Linked DNA regions of Mus musculus: region 1 is linked to region 2. The links are chromatin contacts, called in public HiChIP or PLAC-seq maps. All regions are on one chromosome and are shown on one strand. Each heading gives the region's core, a stretch centred on a gene start, on an enhancer-like site or on the middle of the called end of the contact. The rest is flanking DNA. Distances are from core to core; before and after follow the strand shown.

What was found. HiChIP or PLAC-seq counts read pairs in DNA pulled down with a chosen protein or histone mark.
Region 1: an H3K27ac HiChIP or PLAC-seq map of the HPC-7 cell line shows a contact between it and region 2, with 11 times the contacts expected there. The contact joins two enhancer-like sites. A contact is called at or near these places in 6 of 484 Hi-C or Micro-C datasets (LSK cells, erythroblasts, granulocyte-monocyte progenitors and 3 more), 7 of 115 datasets of contacts at active chromatin or transcription factors (the HPC-7 cell line, T-cell acute lymphoblastic leukemia, a beta-TC-6 cell line and 3 more) and 1 of 9 other capture datasets (embryonic stem cells).

What each region holds. Positions count from the first base shown.
Region 1 is chr8:35,428,895-35,435,424 of GRCm38.p6, reverse strand. No RefSeq gene overlaps it. Among named protein-coding and RNA genes, the nearest start is that of Gm34853, 4.4 kb to the left of the region's middle. Within about 2 kb of position 1,429, at least 69 of the 459 cell types and tissues checked have an H3K27ac peak or open chromatin away from gene starts, as enhancers often do. A contact at or near this core is called in the HPC-7 cell line, bone marrow-derived macrophages, granulocyte-monocyte progenitors and 1 more, where this site is marked.
Region 2 is chr8:35,203,843-35,209,949 of GRCm38.p6, reverse strand. No RefSeq gene overlaps it. Among named protein-coding and RNA genes, the nearest start is that of Gm34474, 12 kb to the left of the region's middle. Within about 2 kb of position 4,104, at least 89 of the 459 cell types and tissues checked have an H3K27ac peak or open chromatin away from gene starts, as enhancers often do. A contact at or near this core is called in the HPC-7 cell line, bone marrow-derived macrophages, granulocyte-monocyte progenitors and 1 more, where this site is marked.

The DNA.
Region 1 (6,530 bases), core at 180-2,679, 230 kb before region 2:
TGGGATTTGTGAGCACAAAAGAACTTGCTTGAAGTTTAAATGATTGGTAGCCCAAGTAGTCTCACCTGATGTCTATGTCCTACAGGTCTCTAGGAGTTCTGGTGGTCAATCTGCATTCGATACGTGGCTTCCTCTCCATTCTGCCCCTTCTGTAGGCTCCTGTAGGAACAGATTGGGTGGAAACTGGCTAACTTTGGAGAAGCCATACAGATCAGAACTGGCGAGTTAAATCTTAATGCTGTACTGAAATATTAATTGATAAAATATAATGTCTGGAATTTCCTTCAAAATGGCCCATGCTAGAAGGGCAAGTGAGCAGACAATTTGATTAGATGAGACTAAGTTAATAATTGAAGCACAAGGGCTGGAGAGATGGCTCAGCGGTTAAGAGCACTGACTGCTCTTCCAACGGTCTTGAGTTCAATTCCCATCAACCACATGGTGGCTCACAACCATCCGTAATGAGTTCTGATGCCCTCTTCTGGTGTGTCTGAAGACAGCTACAGTGTACTTCTATAAGTAAAATAAATCTTAAAGACAAAAATTGAAGCACAGAATAATTGCACCCTGAGGTTCATTATACTATCTTGTTTTCTTTTGTATATGATTGAATTTTCCATAATAAATCATTTCTATATGGCTGCTGAGGTTACTATTGTAGAACACCTTAGCTGAGTCTCTGGTTGGGGCAGTTTTCTCTCTGACCATCTTTCTCTTTGACATGTTTGCTTGGCTCTCCTCTTTTCCCTGAACTTCAATTCTTTCCCCTTCCCCCTATTATGAAGCACTAAATCCATAGGATCCTTACTTACAACTTTTAATTTTTAGTCAGTGTACAGTGAGCTTCACTATAACATTTTCAGGCATGCGCGTCAGTGCACTTTGAGGGTATTTACCCCTTCCTGTGACTGTCTTTCCCATTTAAGGCTAACGCTAGACCAAACAAACAAAAGCAAAGGGCTCTTTTTATGTACTGCAAATGATGTCATTCTTTGGCTAGACTCCTCCTTCATCTACATTGGGGGGAGACTCTGCTCTTATAATCAAGCATACCCATTGACAGTGACTTTGTGAACCTTTGGTTGTCTCCTGAGGAATGCCACCTTCCTTCTCACCCACCTGGATCTTACACCCAGCTCAAAAAGTCACTGTGTTTGCCCACTCTCTGCCCTTTGTTTAACCTCACAGCAGAATAGAAAGAATGGAAGGTGGATGTTTCTTATGGTTGTGGGCAACAGAATTGAGAGTCTTTCTAGAACATTCTGTCTGGAGAAGTCAACCTTAAGAGATAAGCCTTGTTTATTTCTGATTTGGAGGGCAAGGAGAAATCCCCACGACCCCTAAAACTTTCTCTTCTGATTTCTCTCCCTCACACAACTCTTGCTCCCTTTACGAGAACTTCTGGCAAGAAACATGTTGACTCATGGTGGTTTATCACTTCCTTCCTCTGGCTCACGTCCAGTCAGGATGCTAATGAGCTGTCAAGTGATAGGCACTTGGGAAAATGGACGACTTTCTAACATTGGAAACTCCATCATCTTAGCCTTGATAATCTGGAACGGATAGTGACAGGTGGAGACAGGGTTGCCAGAGTGAAGTTGGATGCCAACTACCTCCTGCTCGCCAGCATGTGACTGCTCTTCTTCCTTTGAAGACGACATTCTATCACACCTATTTGTATGTGTAGACTTTGTGGCAGCAATAATGATGTGTGCATCGGAAGAGTTTGAACCTCAGCTCCGTTGGGTGGATGTGTGGGATGTCTCATCTTAGAGAGCAGATTTGCTTGGTGACAAGCAGATAATTCTCTCCTTCTACACTTCCCTTCCGTGACCAGAAACTAGGCAGGATACACAGCTCAAAGCCACCCAGCTGTGGGAGAATGCCTTTCCAGGAAGACGGAGAAGGGCAGTCATGAAATATCCAGACTCATGATTACATGACTTTAGTCTGGTCACTTTGGGTAGGCTGAGGCATGGCATGAGGTAAAGTAGGGTGGGGCAGGTGGAATCACCTACATTTTATAAGCCACTGGAGTAGAGGAGCCAGATGAAATGTGGATGCCCACTTACATTGGAATTTCAGATCAGTGATATGTTTTAACATGAGTAAGCCCTGCATGTTGCATAGACACATGTATTAAAATAAATATATGCTATTTATCTGGAATTGCATGGGTTTTATTTGCTGGTAACCCTGAGAAGCCATGCAACTCCAGATAAATAGTCTAGTGGCCTATCTGCTGAGCCACTAAATGTGGCAAGTGGCAACGGAACAGTTTCTAGGTAGAGTGAACGTTATGAGTGCAGCAGTAGGATCTTATTCTGACCCAGTTTAAGTGCAAAAAAAAACAACCAAACAACCAACCAAACAAAAAACTTCTTTTATTCCTTGGGGACTGTTGGAAAAAATAATAGTTGCAAATGAAAAACAATTGCTAGCCAAAGGTCTTTTGTTGTCTGGGTTGTGACCCACAGAGAAAGCTTACTGCTTAGGGTCCAGAAATGATGTTCTAGCCTACATCCCCACCCACACTTTTACTGCCTTCTAAACATGTACTGCTTTTGTTAAAAAAAGCTTTCAGTGTTTACTAGAGAAAGGGTCATTAGTCCATCGTGTGTCTGTGCACCATCAGCCTCAACAGTTAAAAGCTCCCAGTCAACACCGCCCTGTCTACATCACCCCATCCACCCACCCCAACCCCAATAATGATTCTGGAATGGAGCCCAGAAAGCAGGAGCTTTACGGCTTCGTGTCTTTCTCTTCCTCATCATACCTTCCAACTCCCCACAGCAGAGTTCTAAGGTGACAAGGCTAGAAATGTCTTTGAACAGTGTTCCCATTTGTACAGTTCACTAGTTATCTGCCTTGCCAAAACAAGAAGCCCTGGGTCCTCCTTGCCCGGCTTCCTTCACGCCCACAGTTTGCACTTGGGACTTTAGTGTTGGAAGCCACACCCCAGTCATAAGACTTTGGCTAGGTCTGGGGCCTGGTGACAGTGGAAGGAGTAAGACGTGGCTTTGCTCACAGCTCTGTGAGATCCTTCTGGGAGCTGACTTAGCCACACATCCTTGAAGCTTTCCCTGTCTCTTCACTGAGCTTGGATCCAAGCGCCAAGCGAGGCACAAAGCTCTACCCTCGTGCTAAATATATCACCGGGTCTTCAGCACTTAGACAGTGATAACACTGGAAGGATTATTAAAAGCAGCAGAAACATGCTACTAAATCAAAGTTGTGTAAACTGTGCTATTGGTGCGATGTGGAATATTCTGTGGTGCTCATTGAAATGACGTCATAAAAGCATCCTTGTTGACACAGCTTTGATCCTATATTGTTAAGTGAAAGATAGCTTCACAGCCTCATTTTATCGATCTTTATCCTGGAAAAGACTAGCATGGTTAGCTCTTAGGCATAAGGTTATATTAAAACCTTGAAGTCTCAAAACGATTATGCGTACTAAGGACTTCCTTCTTGTCGTTTTTATTTTTAAAAAAATTCTGCAGTTGTCAGGTTGGACTTGTGTGATTATATATACGCTAATGCACATATATACATCAGAGCAGTAGGAGAACATTTTAATGGGTACATTTAGACACCCTACCTTCTGCACACAGCATCTTCCCCTTGTATCCGCATGGGGCATCAGGCCCACCAGGGTTCTGGATTACTCTACTTCTGCTAAGGTAGGATGAGACAGTGGTAGATACCTAGCACTCAGGTAGCTGAGGCAGGAGGTTGGTGAGTTTGAGGCTAGCTTGGGCTATAAAACAAAACAGTCTCAAAACAAAACAAAAACAAAAAACAAACAAACAAACAAAAACCAGCTGAAGGAAAAGAACCCAAAGGCTGGTATGCCCATCCCCCAGAACCCCTGCATTTCCCACAGAACCCCTGTGTGTCCCAGGATGGTCAACAACTCAGTTTGCCTGGACTGAGGGCTATCCTAGGCTACAAGATTTCCTGCGTTCACTGAGAAAGCCTAGGCCAATTTTGGGACCAATTGGTCAGTACTTCCCAGGCATAGAGGTTGACTCTGATTCCCTTCGTAGAATGCATTCTCCCACAGGTCTGAATTCTTCTGGTCTCAAAGCTAGGAGGGCATGAAGTTCAGCAGGTGGAGCAGGACTCAGAAACAAAACAAAACAAAACAAAACAAAACAAAACAAAACAAAACAAAACAAAACAAAACAAAACACTCTGCACTTTTGTCTCTGCATTTAGCCCAGGGCATGCTTTTGTTCTGTGTCTGAGCTTCCAGAAATAAAATGAAATAAAAGATTATCTAAATAATTCAGGACGAACTGGTTATTCAGTGAAGTACTTTCTCACATCCACTATTAAGGACTCCTTTTTTGTAGGCTGAAGCTAACGTTTATTCCATTCCTTTGGCTCTACGTTTTCCGGCTAAAGCTTTTAGCGTAAAACAAAAGAAGAAAGGGGTCAGGGACCGGAAGAGAAAAACCACAGCCAGTGTGGGAAGGAAACCTGTCGCAAGCGGAAGTCTGTGTTAACTGCACGGAGCTTCAATGAGGTTTGCCTGTGCGCCCCAGAGCTCAGGTTTGTAAACCGAGGCAAAGGGATGAGGGTGTCAGACGCTGTGACGTGTGTCACCCTTTGGCCACACTGATCTAGCTGTGGGACGTGACAGGGAGTGTCTGCCCAGAGCTGGCCTGGCTCACTCGGGTAGGTCATGTGGGTAGCCGATGGACCTCTCCGCATTTCTCTGTCTTGACCTTGGAGGTCAAGAGTGCAGAGTAGGAGAGCGCTGGCAAAAGTTAGACGTGACCTGTAGTTCATCCACTTCCGGTGTGCTGTTTGAGAAGTTATTTGACCTCACTATGAAATGAGTAATGTGAATGATACTCTTCTTACTCCACATTGATCTTTCTCCTCGCCAGACACCTGGGCACGATGAGACCTGCGGTCCTTTCAAGACAAGAAAGAAGCTGATCCAAGGAGTACAGAACAGCATTCGCAGCTCTGTGTGCACAGTGTCCTCTGAGCTTGGAATCCAGGACTTCTCCAATGGGAAACCTTTTCTTTTCTTTTCTTTTCTTTTCTTTTCTTTTCTTTTCTTTTCTTTTCTTTTCTTTTCTTTTCTTTTCTTTTCTTTTCTTTTCTTTTCTTCTCTTCTCTTCTCTTCTCTTCTCTTCTCTTCTCTTCTCTTTCTCTTCCTCGTCTCTTCCTCGTCTCTTCCTGTCTCTTCCTCGTCTCTTTCTCGTCTCTTTCTCTTCTCTTTCTCTTCTCCTTCTCTTCTCTTCTCTTCTCTTCTCTCCTCTCCCCTCCCCTCCCCTCCCCTCCCCTTCCCTTCTCTTCCCTTCCCTTCCCTTTCTCTTCTCCTTTCTTTTCTCTTCTTTTCTCTCTTCTCTTCTTTTCTCTTCTCTTCTCTTCCTTCTCTTCCCTCTCCTCCCCTCTCCTTCCTCTTTCTCCCATCTCCCTCCCCTTCCCTCTTTCTTTATTTTTTTGGGACAGGGCTTCTTTATGTTGGCCTGGCTGTCCTGGAACTCATTCTGCAGAGCAGGCTGGCTTCAAACTCAGAGGTCCACCTGTCTATGCTTCCTAAGTGCTGGGATTAAAGGCATGTGACACCACTAGCACCACTACTACCCCTTTGTTAGCTTGTAGTTATTGTACAAAATATGGAGTTTCATGAAGACATTTTCCTACCAACAGATGATGTACTTTGGCCCCCCACTGCCATTACCCTCCCTTAACCCCACCCACCTTCCCCTGCTAGCCTTCTTCTACTTCTCTCCACACCAGAACTTTAGATTTATCTTTGTTTTCCAAGACAGTCTCCTATGTAGGATTTCTTGTGGCTCATGAGCTGCTTTTGCAGAATGCTGGGAAACTGGTTTGTGTGAGGAGAGAGGACAGAGGAGCCCTGGGCACACGAGGACTCCCAGTTCCAGCTTCAGAGCAAATGAAATCAGTCTCTGTGCTATCAAAGATCCCCGGGCCACAGATTTCTTCAATGCCCTTCCTACCTTGTCCTCACCAGCAACAGGATCTGTCAAGGTTTGGGGAGACAAAACCATTCCTAGGCATTCCCTGCTCTCTATCCTTGGGGAAAACAGTGACATCAGGAGAGAGAGTCCACTTGGATTGTTGGTGGCGATATAGAGTTGGGAAGAGATGGGTTCAAGTGCAGTACTCACACCCCTCCACTTCCCCATTTTGGAAGAATGTGAATAGAGAGGAGAAGGAGGAGGAGGAGGGAGAGTCGGGGAGGGGGAGGAAGAGGATGTTAACTTGAATATGAGACAGATTTCTGAAATTACAGGGAGAGCAGTGGCAGAATCACTTTGATGCAACTTTCTAGGAACAAGTAGCTGGGAGCAGAATGAACGTGGCTCTACATTCTGCTGAGCTGGCATCCACCTCAGTATGCATCACACCTCTTCTCTGAAGGAGCGTGGGCGTGTAACCAAACTGACACAGGCAGACACCCCGAGTCCCATGAAAACCCCACCCACCTCCGTGAGCAAACCTCATCCAAGGACCCAGCACCAACCCAACTATCCAGAAAA
Region 2 (6,107 bases), core at 2,855-5,354:
AAGAAAGAAAGAAAGAGAGAGAGAGAGAGAGAGAGAGGGAGGGAGGGAGGGAGGGGGGAGAAAAAGAAAGAAAGAAAGAAAGAAAGAAAGAAAGAAAGAAAGAAAGAAAGAAAGAAAAGGAAGGAAGGAAGGAAGGAAGGAAGGAAGGAAAGCGGCCAGAAGCACATGGTCTGGAGAAACCGCAAGTTCTAAGGGGTCTCATTGATGTGGAAGATGGTAGTGTAGCAGTAGATCTGCCCAATCTAGGTGCACAGTATTTATTCATATTAATGGAGTTGTGTTTTCATTGCTGGGGCATATTTGGGTTGGAGAGTTACCCTAACACACACTTATTGACTTGATCCTTGGCTCACATTCAGCTACCTTTCTTTGTCGTTGTTGTTGTTGTTGTTGTTGTTGTTGTTGTTGTTGTGTTGTTTTTCAAGACAGGGTTTCTCTGTGTAGCCCTGGCTGTCTTGGAACCTTCTCTGTAGACTCTGCCTGCCTCTGCCTCCCAAGTGCTGGGATAAAAGGTATTCACCGCCATCACCCGGTTCAGTTACCTTTCTTAGATAGCCAGGCTTACTCCCATATATTTGGTACCATACAATGGGACCTTCCTACATCGATTAGCAACCAAGAGAATATATCTACACAATTGTCTTCAGGTCACCTTGATGAGACTTCCAGCTTCCTGGACTAAGCAGAAGTTTTTACCCAATCCAGCTTTCTCAGACAGCCATTGTTGAACTACCCAGCCCAGGTCTTAATAAGGCAACCTAGTAACTTCCCTCTGTTACATAAATTAACACTGAAAGTTCTGTTCCACCAGAGAACTCTAACACACTCACACCAAAGCCAACACTCATGGTCACATAGGGAACGGCTCTCTCTGTCTCCGATGACGAGTCAGGTCCTTGCTTCACTATGTATGTCTCTCCCTTCCTAGCCTCGTTCCTAGTTTTAAGATACCAGAAGAGACTCAGAATATGGAAAATAACAAGGAATGCCTATTGCATTCTCTTTCTAAGCATTTCCAAAGAGAACCAGTCGGTCAGTAACTCTAATCTGTACTAGAATAATAAAAGCATCCCGGCATCACTCACACACACACACACACACACACACACACACACACACACACACACAGGAGGTGGTGGCTACTGGATACCTCTTTCCATGGCTGCCAAGAACTGAGATACAGTGCAGTAATGCAGCTATGTGGCACAAGGTTCTGAGATGGCAAATGAGCTCCTGTCTTTGGTTTTTTTTTTTTTTTTTTTTTTTTTTTTGTTTTTTTTTTTTGTTTTTTTTTTGCAGAGAGGATGTGTGCCTTTCAACATGAGGGCTGAGCCTAGCACGTTCACTTCCTGTTCAGTTCCGGTTCCTGTTCTAGTACAGCCTCCTCTTGCACAGAGTGTCAGCTGTCCTGGAAGTCACGTACTTCCAGAGGCCCCTTTGTCTCCTCATTTCATCATCTGTAACAGTCATTCCCAGCCCAGAGCACAAGCACTGTCATTTCTATTTCAATACACGTTCTCTCTGGATCATGGTGTTCTTCACTTTATTTCATCTTTGCACGTAAGGATAAGTCCCAGAGCTCAGCCCAGTGGTCTCAGCACATGGCAGAGCACAGCAGAGGAGAGGGCTGGTGCCTCAACACAAACCACGCCTCCAACATGGAGGAAGGATCCTGGAAACGCCTGACCCTGGACACAAAGCAAGAAGCCTAGAAGGCTTGAGGGAGTTAGTGGTCCTCCCTGGCAAAACAACAGAAAGGTACCAACCACGAGGGAATGAATCATCTGTGATATTTTTCCTCCCGAGAAAGAGTACCTTAGACATGAAAAGCCTGCGGGGTCCATGCCTAGCAACCATTACACACAGGATAATGGTAGATTCTAGGAGCAGAAGTCCCGGAAGACCATTTCTGTGGTGAAGTGTCTCAGGAAAGGAATGTGGTGGGTTAATGAGCCTCAGAGATAAGTGTTTTCTGTGGGAATGCTGCACAGACATCACTTTCTTAACAAAAGTACAAAGAGAGAAAGTCAATGGCAGGGCCTTCCTTCCCGGGAACTCTGGAGATACGGGTTAAAAGCCACTTGGGAAAGAGCAGAGTTTGACAAATCCGTGACGCACACTAACTTCGGAATGAAAGCTGGATTTAATGACACTGTAGATAAGGGTCTGCATGATCTGGCCTTAGCTATTCATTCCAGTGCTTGTCTGTGTCACTGTATTGCATGTCCCGCCTGTCTAGTAACCTGCTTATAGCTTCTCAATACATGGTCCCTCCTCCCTTCTCCTTCTCCCTCCTCCCTCTTTTTCTCCCTCCTCCCTTCTCCTTCTCCCTCCTCCCTTCTTCTCCCTCCTCCCTCCTCCTCCTCCCTCCTCCCTTCTCCTTCTCCCTCCTCCTTCTCCCTTCTCCCTTCTCCCTCCTCCTCCTCCTTCTCCCTCCTCCCTTCTCCCCTCCTCCTCCTCCTTTGTCTCCTCCTTCACCTTTGTGCCCTTGCATTCCCTGTGCTAGAAGGGCCTCTCTCCATTTCATAACAGAGCAAACCCCCACTCTTCTTTCACCACAGTACAAATAATCCTCTGTGAGGCTTCTCCTGACTCTCATGGGCAGTTATTTCTCTCTTCTCCCTTTAAGGAGTTATTTTATGTGTACCTCTCTTCCCACAGTCTGAGCTCCCGAGCAATAGAGGTTGGGCCTCCTTCCTATTAGCTCCCAAGCCTAGCCCAGGGCTTGAGCACAGTAGTCACTTAAAATGATGAATGAGTGGATAAATGCATGACTTGGAACCAACCTCAAGAGCCCAGCAGTGATCTGGTACTGTGCTCAGTGATATCCGCTACAGAATCTGCAAAATGACCTGGTGGTGGGCAGGGAAGAATATAAAACTCCTGCTCATGTTTGTTTATCACAGGTTATCCATGAAAAGTAAGCTTTTCTTATATTTCACACAGACTGGTAGACATGCATGTATTTGGTCTGTAAAGAACCGGTGTATGTGCTTAAAATGCAGACCACAATTATAAACAAAGGGGAATGCATTCAAAGAGTCCAAACAGGGAAAACATGAACAAATGGAGGAGTAGGGGAATTAGTCTTGTGGAAAAGGCGAGAAGGACATCAGTCGACCAACAGAGAGGGTCATGCATAAGGAGTAAGAAGCTAGACAAGTATGGGGCAATAAGAACGAGGCTCCCCTCATGAAGACCTACCAAGGGATTTCTGCCCTTGTCTCCAGTATTGTTAAGCTAGGAACCAGCAATTAGGAGCCCAATGGAGACTCTCAGGCATAGGTAACAAAATAGGAAAGAAGAGGGACTGGGAGGAGGCTTACATTCTATAGTGTCCTTCTAGAACTGTTCCCTATCTGTTTGAAGGGCAACACACCAGGCCTCCGCATCAGGCCTGTCCAGCACCAGCCCGCAGCTTCTTAGAAAAGTCTATTTATAGCCTCTTGCTATTGCAGCACGCTGTGCTGTCGCCCTGTCGGTGGCTTGCCAGGTGGTGTGAGCCACTGCTGGGTGAGTGACCATCTCCTGGCTGCTTCCTGTTAGCTTAGGGAGCAACAAAGCAGGTGGATTTGTTTGTCAGTTGAGCAACCTGCCCATGCCCTGCCTAACCTGATGAGTTCCCCTTTAAACATTAACCGCTTTCTAAAACCTATGTTTTATGCTCAATGCCAACCAGGGCTGGGGGGGAGGGGTGCAGTAGAGAAGGAAGAAGAAAAAGAAAGAAAGAAGGGAAGGGGACCCTTTAACAATAAGTCATCTTCACAGTATCTAATAAATGTCCCCTGGGCTCTGGGAGCTGGAGACGCCATTTCCATCCTCAGAAACTGATCCCTGGTAAGGGAAACACATCTGAGATGTAAAACGGGAAGAGTGGAGGCGTGTCCACGGCTGTCACTGGGCCTTCTTCTGAGCTGCTATGCTCCCAGGATCTCCGTTCCCAGGACAGTGGATCTTAAACTTTAGTAAATAAAATCGATTCAGTGGCGCTAATGGTTTTGGGGAGCTGGTAGGACAAGGCTGCGAGTTTTTGAGGTGGAGCCACAGTTCTTTGCTTTGTTCAGCTTTCTGAGAGTGTCCAAGGTAAGTGGTCATAATCACAAGGGGGCGCTGCGCTTCCAACGTGTGAGGAATGACATGGGTAACCCTCAGGAACAGAGGAAACAGCAGGAGGTTAGAGAGGAATTAGGGGCAGGAAGTGGGAATGAGACAAAACCCACGCTGCAAACTAGAAAAGATGAACAGCCATTGCCAGAGGCACCGGGGTCATGCAGCTGGCTGGTGTCTGTGGTTTAGCCTGGTTCATGGTCCTTAGTGTGAAAACTATGACTTAGCTAAACAAGCACTCAGCTCTCTGAAGGCAGACTCACTACACAGAAACGTTGGACAGAAACGCTTCCTTTAGGAGCCAGCCTCTCCTTGGTCACGCCTCCCCTTCCTTACAGACCTCCTGGTTGTAGTCTATTGCTGATCTCCAGACTCCAGAGTCGCTAAAACCCAAGGGAATGGGAAGGAAAGATGAATTATTTTCTGCAGCTTCCGCAGCTCTTGGCAGCTCACAACTCGAAGGCTAGACAGACAGACAGCCGCGCTGCCTGCTTCCATGAAGAGGCGCTCCAGTGGCCACTAGTGACCTTGTCATCTCCAGATCTTGCTCCATCCTCGTTGCATCAAGACATGTTCCTCTTACACTGAACTCAAGACGCGCTGATTCCCTTGGGATGTGAGCAGTCCAACCCTCGCATCATTTCTTAGCATGTGTTGCTTGCGGCTGCTAAGCCCCGCCCCACCGTTTCTAAGGTGCACTTTCCCACGTTCCTCTCACCTGCGTTGCTCACCCCTGCCTGTGAGTTCCTCCTCCCCGAAGCCTTCCTTTCCATTCTTCCATTTGAAGACCCCTACCTCATTTTTTTTCTTCCCTTCATTGTGAGTCTTGACCTGGCGGGAGTGATGTTTGCTCGGATGAGTTCCACCTAGTCTAGTCCAAATTCGTGGGGAAGAGTTCTCATGTAAGCTTCTTGAGCCTAATGGTTAGGGACCCCACTAGTCCGAGTCAGACCCTCAGCTCTACCGTCCTCCAGCTCTGCCACCCACCTGCCCTGAGACCTTCCAGCTCTGCCACCACGGGCAGGTTCCGTCACTCCCTAAGTCTCCATTTCCTCACCTATAAAGTGGGGAAAGAACCATACTTAGTGTTCTGGGTAAATAAGCCAAGGCTTGTCCAGCCTATCAAGCATAACCGTCAGTGAATGTTTGCCCTTCTCGTTATGAATATTTATATCCTCACTTTTACTCTAATCCCTACGGGTTTAGTCTAGTAGATGCTAATAATGTTTATTGAATTAGCAATTAAGATATATAACTGCATCCATACATTACGACATTTTTAAAAAGGCATGAGCAACTCAATATATCCATTCATACATAAATATTTTATGCCCTTTCCTGTCTGTGAGGATTTGCTTAGAGAGGAATTTATCTAACTAAGCTCAGGTGGCCTCCTCACGCCCCTCTCCCTTTGTGCCTGTCGCTTCAAAGTGCTCGCCTCACTTCTGTGCCCGTCCTTCTGCTTGCTGTCCTGCTGCTAAAGAGCCAAACTGGAAAATGGTGGCTATTTAAAAAGGACCTTAAACTGTGTCTCTGTCCTCTAGAGGAAATAGCTGCAGGATTCCACCAAGTCTTTTGCTGTTTGAGCTCAGCATATCTTCCTGTCTGTATCCACCTTGTGAAATGTGGGCGAGGGGGACTAACTGAACCCTGTTGTCCCATTTAGTTTCCATGGTCTATGATTATCTTCGTGTGGGGCTGAGTTTTCAACCTTTATTAATATAAATTGATGACTACTCAGGCTTCTGAATTTTAATGATTTGACATTATTATTATTATTATCACTATTATTCCTGTAGCAAGAATGAAATGTCCATTCAGGAGACACCATATCTTGACTTTTTAATGGCTCTCCTCTACGTGTTGGGTGGGGCAGGAAGCTTCAGCTCCCATCAGCCTTGTTGCCCTGACAGGAAGAAAGAAAGCTCTACCGTGACCTGATTGCTTTAACTGTACGCAGTGAATTTTCAACTTACTGTATTTTCAAGTGACATTAATAA